Linked DNA regions of Mus musculus: regions 1, 2, 3 and 5 are each linked to region 4. The links are chromatin contacts, called in public ChIA-PET and HiChIP or PLAC-seq maps. All regions are on one chromosome and are shown on one strand. Each heading gives the region's core, a stretch centred on a gene start, on an enhancer-like site or on the middle of the called end of the contact. The rest is flanking DNA. Distances are from core to core; before and after follow the strand shown. Region 1 holds the start of Ryr1 (ryanodine receptor 1, skeletal muscle). Region 2 holds the start of Spint2 (serine protease inhibitor, Kunitz type 2). Region 3 holds the start of Psmd8 (proteasome (prosome, macropain) 26S subunit, non-ATPase, 8). Region 4 holds the start of Hnrnpl (heterogeneous nuclear ribonucleoprotein L). Region 5 has its middle 5.5 kb from the start of 2200002D01Rik.

The links. ChIA-PET counts read pairs in DNA pulled down with a chosen protein or histone mark. HiChIP or PLAC-seq counts read pairs in DNA pulled down with a chosen protein or histone mark.
Region 1: an HNF4G HiChIP or PLAC-seq map of pancreatic cancer cells shows a contact between it and region 4. The contact joins the promoter of Ryr1 here to the promoter of Hnrnpl in region 4. A contact is called at or near these places in 1 of 39 promoter capture datasets (neural stem cells), 1 of 484 Hi-C or Micro-C datasets (palatal mesenchyme), 1 of 115 datasets of contacts at active chromatin or transcription factors (pancreatic cancer cells) and 2 of 9 other capture datasets (liver and pancreatic islet).
Region 2: a contact with region 4 is called in a FOXA1 HiChIP or PLAC-seq map of pancreatic cancer cells. The contact joins the promoter of Spint2 here to the promoter of Hnrnpl in region 4. A contact is called at or near these places in 2 of 39 promoter capture datasets (cranial neural crest and embryonic stem cells), 2 of 484 Hi-C or Micro-C datasets (embryonic stem cells and uterus) and 3 of 115 datasets of contacts at active chromatin or transcription factors (cardiomyocytes, microglia and pancreatic cancer cells).
Region 3: a contact with region 4 is called in an RNA polymerase II ChIA-PET map of memory CD8 T cells, with 37 read pairs. The contact joins the promoter of Psmd8 here to the promoter of Hnrnpl in region 4. A contact is called at or near these places in 3 of 39 promoter capture datasets (cranial neural crest, erythroid cells and hippocampal neurons), 1 of 484 Hi-C or Micro-C datasets (muscle stem cells), 5 of 115 datasets of contacts at active chromatin or transcription factors (bone marrow-derived macrophages, effector CD8 T cells, embryonic limb bud and 2 more) and 1 of 9 other capture datasets (adipose tissue).
Region 5: an HNF4G HiChIP or PLAC-seq map of pancreatic cancer cells shows a contact between it and region 4. The contact joins the enhancer-like site here to the promoter of Hnrnpl in region 4. A contact is called at or near these places in 3 of 39 promoter capture datasets (cranial neural crest, erythroid cells and neural stem cells) and 1 of 115 datasets of contacts at active chromatin or transcription factors (pancreatic cancer cells).

What each region holds. Positions count from the first base shown.
Region 1 is chr7:29,123,900-29,126,599 of GRCm38.p6, reverse strand. It overlaps Ryr1 (ryanodine receptor 1, skeletal muscle), which reads left to right and starts at 1,449. Exons shown (of 106, transcript NM_009109.2): 1 at 1,449-1,635. The coding sequence starts at 1,585.
Region 2 is chr7:29,280,666-29,283,365 of GRCm38.p6, reverse strand. It overlaps Spint2 (serine protease inhibitor, Kunitz type 2), which reads left to right and starts at 1,389. Exons shown (of 7, transcript NM_011464.2): 1 at 1,389-1,854. The coding sequence starts at 1,749.
Region 3 is chr7:29,179,309-29,182,032 of GRCm38.p6, reverse strand. It overlaps Psmd8 (proteasome (prosome, macropain) 26S subunit, non-ATPase, 8), which reads left to right and starts at 1,360. Exons shown (of 7, transcript NM_026545.3): 1 at 1,360-1,756. The coding sequence starts at 1,388. Catsperg1 (cation channel sperm associated auxiliary subunit gamma 1) reads left to right here. Exons shown (of 28, transcript NM_001368407.1): 28 at 107-501. The coding sequence ends at 361.
Region 4 is chr7:28,809,598-28,812,374 of GRCm38.p6, reverse strand. Hnrnpl (heterogeneous nuclear ribonucleoprotein L) reads right to left here and starts at 1,485. Exons shown (of 13, transcript NM_177301.5): 1 at 1,207-1,485. The coding sequence starts at 1,464.
Region 5 is chr7:29,252,576-29,255,381 of GRCm38.p6, reverse strand. No RefSeq gene overlaps it. Among named protein-coding and RNA genes, the nearest start is that of 2200002D01Rik, 5.5 kb to the right of the region's middle. Within about 2 kb of position 1,296, at least 39 of the 459 cell types and tissues checked have an H3K27ac peak or open chromatin away from gene starts, as enhancers often do. A contact at or near this core is called in pancreatic cancer cells, where this site is marked.

The DNA of each region.
Region 1 (2,700 bases), core at 200-2,699, 310 kb before region 4:
AAAGATCTTAGCTCACACCTGAACTGCAACAGGTGGGTAAGAGACATCAGTCAGGACTACTTCAAAAGGCAGGTTTTAGCTGGGGGCTCGGGGGTGGGGTGGGGTGGGGTGGGGTGGGGTGGGGTGGGGTAGGGTGGGGTGGGGTGACGCATTTGTTTAACCTCAGTGCTGGGAGGCAGAGGCCTGGGATGTTTGCGAGTTCAAGGTCAGGCTGGTGTTTTCTCTCCCCCCTCCCACACCCATGCCCCTGCCCCCCAGTTTTGAGACAGGGTATCAGGTAGCACAGGCTGGCCTCCAGCTAGGGAGCTGAGGTTGACTTTGAGTTTCTGATCCTTTCTGCTTGCTGGAATTACAGACTCACATGGCCACTCCCAGTTTATGGATGGAACCCGGGGCTTTGTGACAGCTAGATAAACATTATATCGACTAGGGCATGCCTGCAGCCCTGTTTTTGTCTCTGTTTTGATACAGGGTCTTTTTTTTTTTTTTCTTCCTTTTCTTTATTTACATTTCAAAAATTTTCCCTGTTCCAGATCTCCCCTTCGGAAACCCTCTATCCCATCCCCCCTCCTCTTGCTTCTATGGGGGTGCTCCCCCATCCACCCTCCCACTCCTGTCTTCCCACCATAGCATTCTCCTATACTGGGGCATCCATTGAACACCCTTAGGCCCAAGTGCCACTCCTCCCACTGATGTGCAACAAGGCCATCCTCTGCCACATATGCGGCCGGAGCCATGGGTCCCTCCATGTGTATTCTTTTGTTGGTGGTCCAGTCCCCCGGAGTTCCAGGGGGTCTGGCTGGTTGACACTGAGATAGGCTCTTATTATGCGGTCCCAACTCCAGATTTACAATCCTCTTGCCTCAATCTCTTCAGAGCTTGGATGATAAGCCATACCACTCTGTCTGGTACTAAGTGATTTTTTTTTTAATGTTAGGGGATGTGGTGTGCATCCAAGCTACAACTGTGTGATTCTGCAGCAAGGGTGAAGCTCAGTTTAGCCATTAAGAAAGGGATGGAACTAGGCTGAGGGTGTAGCCCAATGGTAGAATGCTTGCCTGGCATGCAAGTGATCTAGGGTTTGAACCACGGCATTACATAAATCAGATGGGGCCAGAGGTTCAAGATCACTCTTGACTACATGTGGAGTTTAAGGCCATTCTGAAGTACATGACACTCGGAGGGGGAGGGGAAGGGGAGGGAGAGAGGAAGGGGTAAAGGGAGAGCCAGCCAAACAAATATATACATGATATCTCACTGTGACCATGGCCACTCAGCTACTTTCTAGACACCCAGTTCACTGGAGAGAACGAACACCTTCCACCAAGAGTTTGTGCTGTGGGCGGGGTTCTGAACAGGGGCGTAGCTTGTCCCATGCTTGCCCAATGGGTGTGCGGTGGGGCGGGGACCTTCTCTCATTGTGTCCCGCACAGGGCATGCTTCCTGCAGTTCCATCTCCCTCGCGGGTGCCTCTGGCTTCCCTAGAGGTCTCCGACCCCAGCCCGCCCTCAGGTTCCCCGCCAAGCCTGCAGCCCCCTCTCGCCATCCTCAGACCCTAGCCCGGGACACCCGGGGATTGCCATCATGGGTGATGGAGGAGGTGAAGGCGAGGACGAGGTCCAGTTTTTGCGGACGGTACGTTTTTGTCTGGGTCCGGAGGTCTTGGGTGATTTCTTGCTTACTTTTCTGAGAGTCTCTCTGTCTCTTCCCTGCTTGCTGGTGGTCTCTGAAATCCGAGGTCACTTTGTCTTTCCGTTTTTTCTCATCACCTTTTCGACCACGGAGAATTAGCAGGATTTAGGAGGACCGAGTGGGCAGGAGAGGGTGGGATCCTCAGACGCCCTCTCCTGACATAAGAGATTTGGGGTCATTGAGGAAGCACCCCGCCTCCTGCCGTTCTGGAAGCAGGCACTTGAGGAAGGTGGTTCTAATTCTTGGGCTTAATTTAGCTGTCCTCCACCGCCACCCCAGCCCTCATTCCCTTCTTGCTCCAGGCTCTGACCTATTTAAATTCTTGGGAAGGGGGCTGGGGTGGGCTGGACAACACCTTTCTTTTCAACTCCTAGTCTTTGGCCGTCTCCTTGGGGGTCTCTTGGAGCTTCAATGTACTTTTCCCCTCGGTTTTGGCGAGGAGGATTTAACTATGTCAGCTAATGGCCTCTGAGGGTACCTGGGTGATGAAGTCTTTCTCAGCTCCTTGGTATATCTTATGTCTGAGTCTCTGTCTCTTGGCCCTTGGCTTCAGCCTTCTGCGTGTGGCTGTCCCTCTGATCCTGTCTCTCTGAATCTCAGATCTCCAGCTGGGGGCAGGGATGGGACTTGGGACAACAGGTGTCTCTCCCAGAATAGCCCTCTTTTCTGGGCTCTGGGTAGGGGACAGGGAGGGGACAAGAGGGGGAGGGGCTGCCTTTTTCTTAGTCCTTCCCACCATATCCTCCCATGGGCTGAGATGGGGGTTGGATATGGGAGATGGTCTCTGTTGGGGCCAGGTCTGCTGACCCTGCACTCTCTCCCCCCCAACCCCCCACCCCCGAGGTCCTGGGTCCACACAGAAATGCTGACGCAGCATTCCTGACCCAGAATAGGACCCTGGTAGGCTGGGTCCGGTTTCTTGGGAGGGAGGAACAAACAGCTGGGGCTGGTAATGAAGGATGGGGACAGCTGGACTGTGAAGCCACTGGAGGAGGGCCTCTCCCCAGC
Region 2 (2,700 bases), core at 140-2,639, 470 kb before region 4:
TTTTTTTTTGATTTATTTATTATTGTATGAAGTATACTGTAGTTGTCTTTAGACACCAGAAGAGGGTGACAGATCTTATTATAGATGGTTGTGAGCCACCATGTGGTTGCTGGGATTTGAACTCAGGACCTTCAGAAGAGCAGTCAGTGCTCTTAACCGCTGAGCCATCTCTCCAGCCCTATTTTATTTTTCTTAAACACATTTATTTGTGTGTGTGTGTGTGTGTGTGTGTGTGTCTGTGTGTGTGTGTGTGTCTGTGTGTGTGTGTCTGTGTTCGTGTGGTCTGGCAGGTGCCATGGCTACAGTGTGGAGGTCAGAGAACTTCAGGAAGCCAGTTCTCTTCTTCCACCGTGTTTGCACCAGGAATCTCCTGGCCGCCTGGGCCCCGGAGAGAAGCAGCGAAGCTAACAAGGCGTGGAGCACCCGGGCACGCCAGGCCTCCAGCCGTTGGGGGGTGGTGGTGGGGGGTGACCTTGCGAGCAGGTGCGAATCTGGTCATCAGGTTTGGTGGCAGTTGTATTTACTTAGCCACTTTGCCAGCCCAAGAGCAGTATTTTCAATGATAACGAGATCATTAATTCTTCTGCTAACGGCCTTCTACTTCCTCTGTCAGCCCTCCTCCATTCATCCAGTTTAAATGGAGCTTCTTTCCAGAAGCCCACCCTGGTTCTGTGGTAGTGGTTTGTAAGTCTCCTTTGGGTGTTGTACCTAGTCCAGTCCCCGTGTCCCTCCCCCTTTCAGGTCTGTTCATCCTTTGCAAGCTTCTGATCGTCACCCTAACACCTCTATATATTTGTATTTGTCTTCCTGTACGGGGTCCAGAGAAACCTGCAGTTTTAAGGACTTGTCACCTCTTTCCAGACAGTGCCCTGCCTAACTGGCAGTCGCACTGAATAGGAAACTGGGCTCTGATCATGCCCTGATTTTCACTGTCCCAACCCCTGCTCACTCAACTGTAGGATTTCACCATCACATTCCTGATCACTCTTCCCTCTGCTTCCGCATCACTACTACGGGCTGATCCTGTTTGACGACACACAGGCCAAGCTGGCCTGGCCACTGCTCAATCCGGGACATTTGTTTATGGCACAGAGAACGAGGAATTTAGGCAGGATATATCTCTCACACCTAAAGGAACGCTAAAGCAGAGCGGGCAGACAGCCACAGGTTTCCGAAAAGTTTCTCTCGCCATAGTCACAGCGCAAGCACGAAGGCGCAAGGACGTCGTGGCCAACAGACCCACGCCTCCCGCAAGGTCCGGCTGGGGCGGGGTCAATGCCAACCACGCCTCCTCCCAGGAGCCGGGGGCGGTGCCAGGTGCAGGCCGCAGAGCCAGGTGCGGGGCCCTCCGCGCTTGCGCCGCATCTGCCCCGCCCCGCCAGGTGCGCCCCACCCCCAGCCTGGGTGCCACCTTCTCTTGTGTCCCTGCGTCCGCCATTCGCCGTAGTACTCCTCGGACGGGTGGAGGCTTTCACAGTCTGGGGAAGAGTCGCAGAGTGTTGCCGCGCGAGTCCAGGGACCGTGTTGGGAGGCAACTAAGGCGTCGCACGCGCCAAAAGCCAGAAAAAAGGGCTTCCGGGGACCCGGGCGCCTCGAAGTCCTACTCCGGGGCGAAGCCGCACCTGAGCCCGCGGACCTGCAGTGCGCGTGCGCGGCCGTGGGCTTTCCCGCACCTGCTCGCGAGACCCCACCCCCACACCCCAACGGCCGGCGGCTCGAGGCCTGGCGCGCGGCGCTGGCAGCAGGTCATGGCGCAGCTTTGTGAGCTGCGGCGGGGCCGGGCGCTCCTCGCCTTGGTAGCTTCGCTGCTCCTCTCCGGGGCCCAGGTGGCCAGCCGAGAACTAGACGTCCACGGTGAGGGCCAGGCGGGGGATCCGGGAGCAGGGGATAGAGGAGGCCGCAGCGAAAGTGGGGGTACTCGGTGCGCAGAGTGATCGCAGGCTCCTTGGGGTTGGGGAGGATGGGCGGTGGAGCCAGACCTGCAGGTGGCGGGCTAGGAAGGGTAGGAGCCTCGCGAGCGCGGGGGCGTAAGGGTTAGCAAAGTGTCCCTTCCAGAAGGAAGGAGGAAGGGAGGGAGATGAGGTGTATTGACCCAGGAAGGCGTGGCACTGGAAGTGGGTGAGGAGCTCAACGAAGCGGAAATTGCTTGGCCAAAGAAAGCCCGGGGTGGGGACGGGGACTTGGGGTGGGGGTGGGGGGCGCATTCAAGCCTCAGAGGTGGAAATTTGTTCGGGAGACCTGTTGGCCGCTTTGGGTACAGGGAAAACGCACTTCGGACACCTGTTGATATCACATATGGCAACAGCCCCATGATCTCCCGAGGAAGAAGAGAAGCAGCGGTTGGTAGAAGGGAGGAGCTTTGCCAAGGTGCCTGCCAATGCAGGAACGTCTGTTCTCCGAGTGTAGTATTGGCACCCAGCAGCTGGGGTTTGCGTCTTTAGGAGTCGTTACAACTTTTAACTGCTTCAGACAACCACTAGCCAGCTTTGAAAAGATCTCTTTTGAAAGAATTCATTGATTGAGCAAACTTAATTGAGTCCCCGCTGAGGGTCTGTAAGAATGGTGGTCGTGGCTGACTCAAGACTAGACAGGTTCCTGAATTCGCAGAGCTTGGATTCCAGTGGGAGCGAACACTTAACGTGCAGAGTACTCGCCAAAGATTAAATGACTAGCGGTGACTAGAAGACAGCGGGATAAGAA
Region 3 (2,724 bases), core at 111-2,610, 370 kb before region 4:
GTGAGTGGCAGCCAAAGGCTTCCTTACTGGGTGGGCAGGGGGTTCACCTACTACTATACCCCAACCCCAACCCCGACCCCTTGTGACTGTTGTACTGGGCTTGCAGGTGTCTACCAGCTTCTTTATAGCCCTGGTTGTCTTCTACATCCTGTTCTGCCTCGTGTGGCCTCACATAGTGAAGGCCTGGGTCTCATTTCGCTGGAAGATTCACAACATGATGGCACCAGAGACCTATTCATCTTCCTCCTCTTCTGGGGGCTTCACCCTCCATTCTCACAGCTCAGAGGGAAGTTTTGAGGGTCCCTCCAGACCAGGTACCAAAGAGGACAATGTTCAAGCTAAGAGAGCAAAGGTGGCCTGAGTCCCTGGTCTGTACTCTTCCTCATGAACCCTTAGGCCTCTCCTCATGGGAATGCAGCCTGCCACCTCCCCAGGACTTTCTGGTTGGCTAGAATGCTCATGTCTCATTCAGACCCTAATAAAGCCTCCTTGCAGAATCAGTCCCGAGTCCTCAGAAAGGCTCACGTCCGCTTGGTTTGTACCAGCACAGCTGTAGTTAACTGTCAGAATGATGTCAGAATCTTTTATTTTCAAGATGGCACAGCAGATAAAGGAGCTCTCAAGCCTGACAACCTGGGTTTGATCCCCAGGCCTCATGAGATCTAAAGAGAGAGCCGACTCTGTGAAGCTGTCCTCTGACCTCAACATGGGCACATGCACGCACACACACACACACACACACACACACACACACGCATGCCTGTAGGCCAGGCTGGCCTGGAACTCAGAGATCCGCCTGCCTCTGCATCCCAAGTGCTGGGATTAAAAGCGTGAACCACAAAGCTCGGTCTGTAATTCTATTTTAATTTCAAAAATAAGAAAAAAATGGAATAAGAGAAAATAAGAGAAATGGCTCAGTGGTTAAGAGCACTGACTGCTCTTCCAGAAGCCCTGACTAAAATTCCCAGCAACCACATGGTGGCTCACAACCATCCATAAAGGGATCAAATACCCTCTTCTGGGGTGTCTGAAGACAGCCACAGTGTACTTATATACATAAAATGAATAAATAAATCTTTTTAAAGAGTCTGAAAAAAACGTGGAAGAATGATGCTCTGATAAACACGAACGCCTAATCTTAAATCTCACCTGCTAGTCCTCTCTCAGCCTGCCTATGTAGTGACACCTGACAAGTTTTCCAAATGGCTCCACATCGCCACCCCTTGACGTAGAGGCGGTACCCTTAAGATGGACATTCCACAGGCCGAAGCCAGCGAGGGTGGCCATGGTGACTACAGGTGGGCGGGACATTGTGGGCATTGTTTTCAGTTGGAGCGAACGGACTTCCGTTCGCCATTTTGAATGACAGCAGAGGCGGAGCTGCGGCATGTTCATTAAGGGTCGGGCTGCGAAGACACCCCGAGGAGAGCCGCGGCGCTCCTCCCGCGGGGGGCGGAAACTGGCAGTGGTAGCTCCGCCTCCAGTTTTGGGCTCCACCTCCCGGCCTCATTTCCGCCGGGAGTCCATTGCCCGGCGTCGCTGCCGTAAGTCGGGTCGGCGGCTTGCCGCATCACGGAAGATGGCGGCCACAGCGGCTACGGTGAACGGGTCGACCACCGTCTCGAGCTCCGGACCCGCGGCCACCTCGGTCGGGATCCTGCAGGCAGCGGCCGGCATGTACGAGCAACTCAAGGACGAGTGGAACCGGAAGAACCCGAACCTTAGTAAATGTGGAGAAGAACTGGGCCGCCTGAAGGTAAGAGGTCGCCGGGTCCTAGATGCCTAATGCCTGGGGGAAGGTGACAGACGGGAGATCGAGGCTGGTAGAGCGGGCCCTGAGGTGTCGTTAAGGGAGTGATGATGGAAAGATTGGTTCTGGCAGAATCGAATGAGATGGTTCGAGCTTTGTTACTTGGAGGGAGGCAGGAAGGAGTGGGATCAGTGACAAACGGGGAGATAGTGAAAAGAATAAGTCTGAGGTGACGGGACGTTGAGGGAATGTGTGGCAAATAAAGCCCAGGTAAGCTGTGAGGGAGCAGAGGTTAGGAAACACCTGTGTGAAGAGGGGCAACAGGAACAGTTTGAAGCCAAAAACGAACCTAGAAGAGCACACGTTTCGGTTGTAAACACACTCAGGCGGATAGAAGGCCAGTCTGGTCTTCAATAGCGAGTTTGAGGAGGCTGGGCTACATAGACTTCGTCTCAAAATATATATATAATAATAATAAGTAAACAACAACAAAATATGTGTTAGGTTCCCAAGTTTACTAAGGAATGGTGTCTGGGATGGACTGGGGGGGGAGGGAAAAGGAATGCCCCACATTCCTTGTTACCCCTTCTCGGGCACACTGTGGTGGAGGTCTTCCCAGACCTGCATATAATGGCTGAACACGATGTCCCACACTTGTAATCCTAGCACTCGAGAGGCTCACACCAGGCTCTCCAGTTCTAGACTAGATTGGCCTGCCTGGGGAGATGCTGTCTTAAACAAGAGAGAAACCTAAAACAAGCTAAATATAGCAACAGGAAGAATTGAGGTCATGGGCGTCTCCCTACCCCATGATCCCCCTGGGTCAGGCACCAAGTGCCTCGTGTTTCTCAGTGGAGTTACTAATATTTGTAAGATGAGGTAATCCAATTGGTACGCTCCGTGTTCTTGGGCCCTTTGGTGTTTGCTTTACAAGGTCTGACTCCACTAATATTCATGGCAGTTGTGTGGGTTAG
Region 4 (2,777 bases), core at 236-2,735:
GTGTCTTTCCTGCTTTGTAAAGGGAGTCCATAAAAGTCCCCATCTCAGAGGACCAACACCGAATGTGAGGTACCTCTCACCTTAAATGATTAGGGTGGGGGTAAGGCTCACCACACAGCCCATGAGATGTTCGGAGAACAACCTTTTGGAGTCTGTTCTCTCCTTCCACCTCATGGGCTCCCGTTGTCTAGCTTGGCAGTTAACTTACCAGACTCAACTAAAATGTCTTCCAAATCCTTGAGAAACCTAACACTGTAACAACAGGGAGAAGCTGATAAATGCATGAGCAGCAGCCTCATCAAGAGGGCACTGTTTGTTTGGCTTTTTGATAAGTCTCACAGCCTTGTCTGTCCTGGAATTAACTATGCATAAGAGGCTGGCCTCAAACCAAAGAGATTAAAGGCCTGTGACTCCGTGCCCACCGGAAGGACTTTAATAATAAACTTTTAAAAGGAATGCAAACTGCATCCTAACCCAGACACCATAATTGTGACCTTCAGAAGACTAAATAGGCTGAAAGACTCTATGCATAGCCACAGGACCATAATACAGTTTAGTTTATAAATGCCCCAATCCTGGAGCCCTAAGCAAATCGAGTGATAATTTCTAAGCTTGGCTCAATTCCCAAAGTTAAATCTGCCTTTCACAAATCGTCTTCCGTTTTTCAATGCACACAGTAAAAGAAGTTAAACAGTTTAATCTGGGCATTATAATTTTATAATTTCATCAAGTGAACTTCTATATGGAAACGACCATGATTAAAACTGCGACGGGGCGACTCGGTCAGGCCACCGCCCACCCGCTTCCCGCTCGCTGGCTGTGGTTGTAGAAACGCGCTTGCGCATAGGGACACGGAAAGAAGAGGAAAAAAAAAAAGATAAAGAAGTGAGGAGAAAAAAAAAAAACGGCCCGACCGCGTGCCTAGGCCCCCCACATGCCGGCCCGCGGCGCCTGCGCAGTGCGGTGCCTGCAGAGCCAGCCGCTTCCTCCGCCCCCTCAAGCCCCGCTTCGGATTGTGCGCACGCGCAAGCGCCTGTCCTCGCGCAAACCCCGCCGTTTGCCCAACGCCTGCCCCTCCCCCACCCACCAAAAAAGCGCGAGGGCTGCAGCGCCTGCGCAGAGATTTTTCCCCCCTGTGAAAAATAAATAGCTTTTTAAAGTACGAAATTTCCCCTTCCTTCCGGGAGTCTAAAGCCCCAGCCTCACCCCGCCGCCGCCGCCCGCCGCCCCGGAGCCTCCGCCGCCGCCGCCTCCGTGCTGGTCGCCGGCGTTTTCAGTCTTCAGCCGTTTAGGGGCTCGGCCTCCCTCGTTGCCGCCGCCGTAATAGCGACCACCGCCACCTCCGCCGCCCGCAGCCGCCATCTTCACCATCGCTCCCGCCCGCCTCAGCTGCTCGTCCGGCTGCTGCCTCTGCTCGAGCCGCCGACGCCGCTTCTCCGCCCGGGGCAGCAGCCTCCGCGACATGGCGGCGCAGAACCCGCCTCCCCCCGCCTCTCATTGGGGGAGGGACACGCCCGTCACTCGCCGCCCCCACCCGATAGGGGGAGCCACTGGCCCTATCTTGGGGGGAGGGGAAGTTTCCTCACGGTTCATTTCTATTGGATAGGACGCATGCCGTTCTATTGGAAAGACCGCCTCTGTTCGCCAATCGCACTCCTTATAGGTGAACGCTTCTTGCCAGTCATTCCGCCAGGCCCCACCTCCTTAAAATAAACTCTGATTTAATAGGCCAGATTTTTGGGATCGCTCCGCCTTCCCACAAACAGTAAATGGAAGTGGGCCTCCGAAGCTCCGCCTCCTTCCCGCTCTCATTGGTTTCCTAGCTAATCGGTCACTCTGAAATCCTTGCGTTTCCCAGTCACAACGACCATCTTCCCGCGCCACTCCGCTGGGATACAAGAAAGGCCTTCCCTTCTGTGTTCCTACAATTGTTCCCCCAGGTGCCCGTCTCGTACGTCAACACTCGATTGGTCAATGAAGAGTGGAAAGAATGCCCTATTGCCAGATGGTATAGGACGACTGATAGCTTCTGATTGGTGAAAAAGGAGAGCCCGTAGGCTCTCTGTGGCGCAATCTAGGAACCGGTCCCGAGAGAGCGCATGCGCTCCTGTACTTTTGGGGGGGGGGGGGGGCTTCAATAGAAGAGGTGACTTTAAGGGATACAACTACTCGAGTACCCGAACGGTCTTTCGCGCGTCTGTTGTTTGCAAGCTCCGGAAGTCTAGAGCAAGACAACAATTTGCAGCAGCTATAACCCATTAGAACGTTTACTTCACCTCTACCCTATCCTAAGCTGGAGGTTATTATTTTTAAAAGAACCTTCAAATCTGAGCACTTCTCACTAATAAAACACTCATTGATTGCCATGTGACTTTGGACCCTGGCAGGCACCGTCATTTCACTCTAAATTCAGTCATGGTGGTAGATCTTTATAGTTCAACTCGGTTCGCACTTGGCAACTGAGCACCCTGCGTCCTCCAGAGTGCTCTGTGGCTTAGACTCGCTACTTGGAGACTGCTCTGAAGCGATTGTCTCCTCCCAGGGTCCTGCGAAGCCCGAGAGCTGCAACGCCGACAAGTGCCCGCCGGGGAGCAAGCAGACAGGGAACGTACTGACGGAGGATCCGGATCCCGACCACAGACCCGTCCAGAGGCTTTATGGGGAAACTAGGGAGTCAAGAAGACTCTGGGATGTAGCTCAGCAATGGAACGCTTGCCTAGCACAGACAAGGCGCGTATCTACCCCCACCCCCACCACACGCACGCGCGCGCGCGCAC
Region 5 (2,806 bases), core at 47-2,546, 440 kb before region 4:
GTTGAGAGACTCATGAAAGACAGGTATCTCAGCGAGGGAGCACGGTAGCACATGCCTGTAATCCCAGCCCTCAGAAGCAGGGTCAAAATCTCAAGGCCAGTCTGGGCTATAAGACCCTGTCTCAGACAGACAGACAGCTCTTGGAAAGGGCCCAATTTCAATGCGCAACAACATATGGTGGCTCACAATCATCTGTTTGTTACTCCAGTTGTAGGGTGTTTAATACCCTCTCTGGTCTCTGGGACACCAGGCACACAAGTGTTGATGTACATGCAGTCGGAACACTCATACACATAACATTTTTAAAAGATCACTGTCAACACTGAACCCTGCTTTTTGTCCAGTACCACAGAATATCTGTATTTACAGTATGAAGCCAGTTGCCCCTTACAGTGATTGAGAGTACATTAGAGGTCACAAGTCAGCCTGGCCCATCAGTGTGGGTCCAATGGGTGACAGACTCTTAGATCCACCCAGTCTATAAGATGTGCTAATCTTTCCCCAGCCTGAGACTCCTGGGTTGTACAGTTTTGCCTGGGGATGAACCAACTTGAAGGGATTTGACTGACTGGCTTCTATTGCTCAGACTGATCAAAGTGTTCAGTGGAGGTACTCAGTGGACACACACATGGCTGAGGGCTGGACACTGGACTGAGCTGAGTCCACTCACATGGGCCTCTGGTCCTGTAGGTCTTGCTCTTGGGAACTTTGCAAAATGGTTGTACTTGCATGGAACTCTTCACAGATGGGACTGTGAGGAGCCACTGGCTCTGGAGGAGGAGGCTGTGAAACTGGTCCCTGGAATGGGAACTCACCCATATTGTCCTTGCCACTTCCCCAGGCCCCAGGGTTTCAAGGGTTAAGAAGGGGTGATCCTGAGCACTATGAAGGTCACTCCTCAGGACTGCATTGCTGCTCACGTGTGTAGGGAGGAGGAACAGTCGTTGCTGGTATAAAGCTGAGGGCTCTCCAAGCTTTATAATATCCCTTTGTTGATACCAAGCAATTGGCAGGCCATTGAGCTACATCCTCACCTAATTGTGTTCTTCCTTTGCCATAGCCTACTGCCCAGGCGTGTGTGTGTATGTGTGTGTGTGTGTGTGTGTGTGTGTGTGTGTGTGTATGTATGTATGTATGTATGTATCTGGAGTCCTGTGAACAAAGAAAACCACAGATGCTAATGTCTTGCTGTGCGTGAGAAGCTAGGAAGCCAGTTTCTGACCCAGGAGTCTAGAGGTTAACAGCCAGGATGTTAGCTGAGAAGCAGAAGGAAGTGAACTCTGGACTGGGTGGAAGCTGAGCTCAGCCCAGTAGTCACAGGCTAGCACAGTGCTTCAGCCTGATAAGAGAAAAGTCCCTGCGTGCTTCCAGCTCATCCAGCTGCTGGGATGCGGTTGAATAGGGATAGTGTTGTTTATAGGAGCTGGGCCTCTGTTCTTGGGGACTCCAGGAAAAACTAAACGAAGGCTCACCATAATCCCTTTTCCAGACAGACGTGACCTCAAGCATGTAGGAGGGACCTCAGGCATATAGCACTCCAGGAAAGGTATTTGCTCTCCCACCTGGGCCCCTCAGCATCTTGGCCTCCCTACCCACTGTAATTGCTGAAGTAACAAAATCCTATGCTTTGCTGGCGGAGGTGGCACAGGCCTTTAAACCCAGTGTTGAGGCAAAGGCAGGTGAATCTCTGTGAGTTGGATACCAGCCTGGTCTACAAAGAGACCCTGTCTCAAAACAAAACTAAATAAAATGCAGGATTACAGCTAGCCCCTGAGGATGCCTTTTCTTGAGGTGAGAAAAGGGATGGAGGGACCCAGGAGTGAGGACACCAGCAATACTGCATGCTTTGCTTGAGGGGCAGAGTGGCACTATTTAACACCCTGGCACCAAGGCATTTGGGGCAGAAGTTAATGAAACAGAAGGCAAAAAAACGGAGATCAGTGGGGTGCCTACAGCAGTTGGGGAGAATGAGAAGAGCTAGTGGAGATAGGTGGCCTCTCACCAGCTGGGGCCTATACATGAGAAAAGGACACAGCCTCCGTAAGCTTGAGACGTCCAGAAGGGCAGGTGCAGTGCCTGCCAGGTGAGGGGAAAGATAGAAGTGGGGCATCCTGTGTACAATGTGATGGAGGTGAAGTTAGGAGAGACGAGGCCTTGTCCTCCCCTCCCATTCTCCCACTCTGAAACAGCACTGCAGTGCACGATCTCCAGGGTACAGAAGCCCCTCCTACCCCACGGCCTACTAGCCACACCCTAGAGAGGCCAGGGCAGAGACTCAACACCAATACCCCAGTGTGGAGGGGAGGGCTAAAGAGACAGTTGACATTCTGAACGCTGCCTGTTCAGGACAAGCGGAGTCTGCAAAGCCATTTACTTTATGAGGCAAGAATATTTGTTTTGTTTTTTGAGACAGGGTTTCTCTGTGTAGCCCTGGCTGTCTTGGAACTCACTTTGTAGACCAGGCTGGCCTCGAACTCAGAAATCCGCCTGTCTCTGCCTCACAAGTGCTGGGATTAAAGCCGTTTGCCACCACCGCCCGGCGAATTCTTGTCTTTTAATACATTATTTTGTGGGACTGAGATAGAACCCAGGATCTTGTATTTGCTAGGCAAGCACTCTATCACTGAGCCATACCCCAGCCCCTCACTGGATTCTGGCAAAGTGCTCTACCACTGAGCCGTAAGACCCACCACTTAGTATGTACATGGGCTTTGTGCATGTGTGTGCATACTGGAGCACATGGAGGTCAGAAGACCACTCCAGACATTGGTCCTTAATTTCTACCATTTAAAGATGTGTTAGTTAC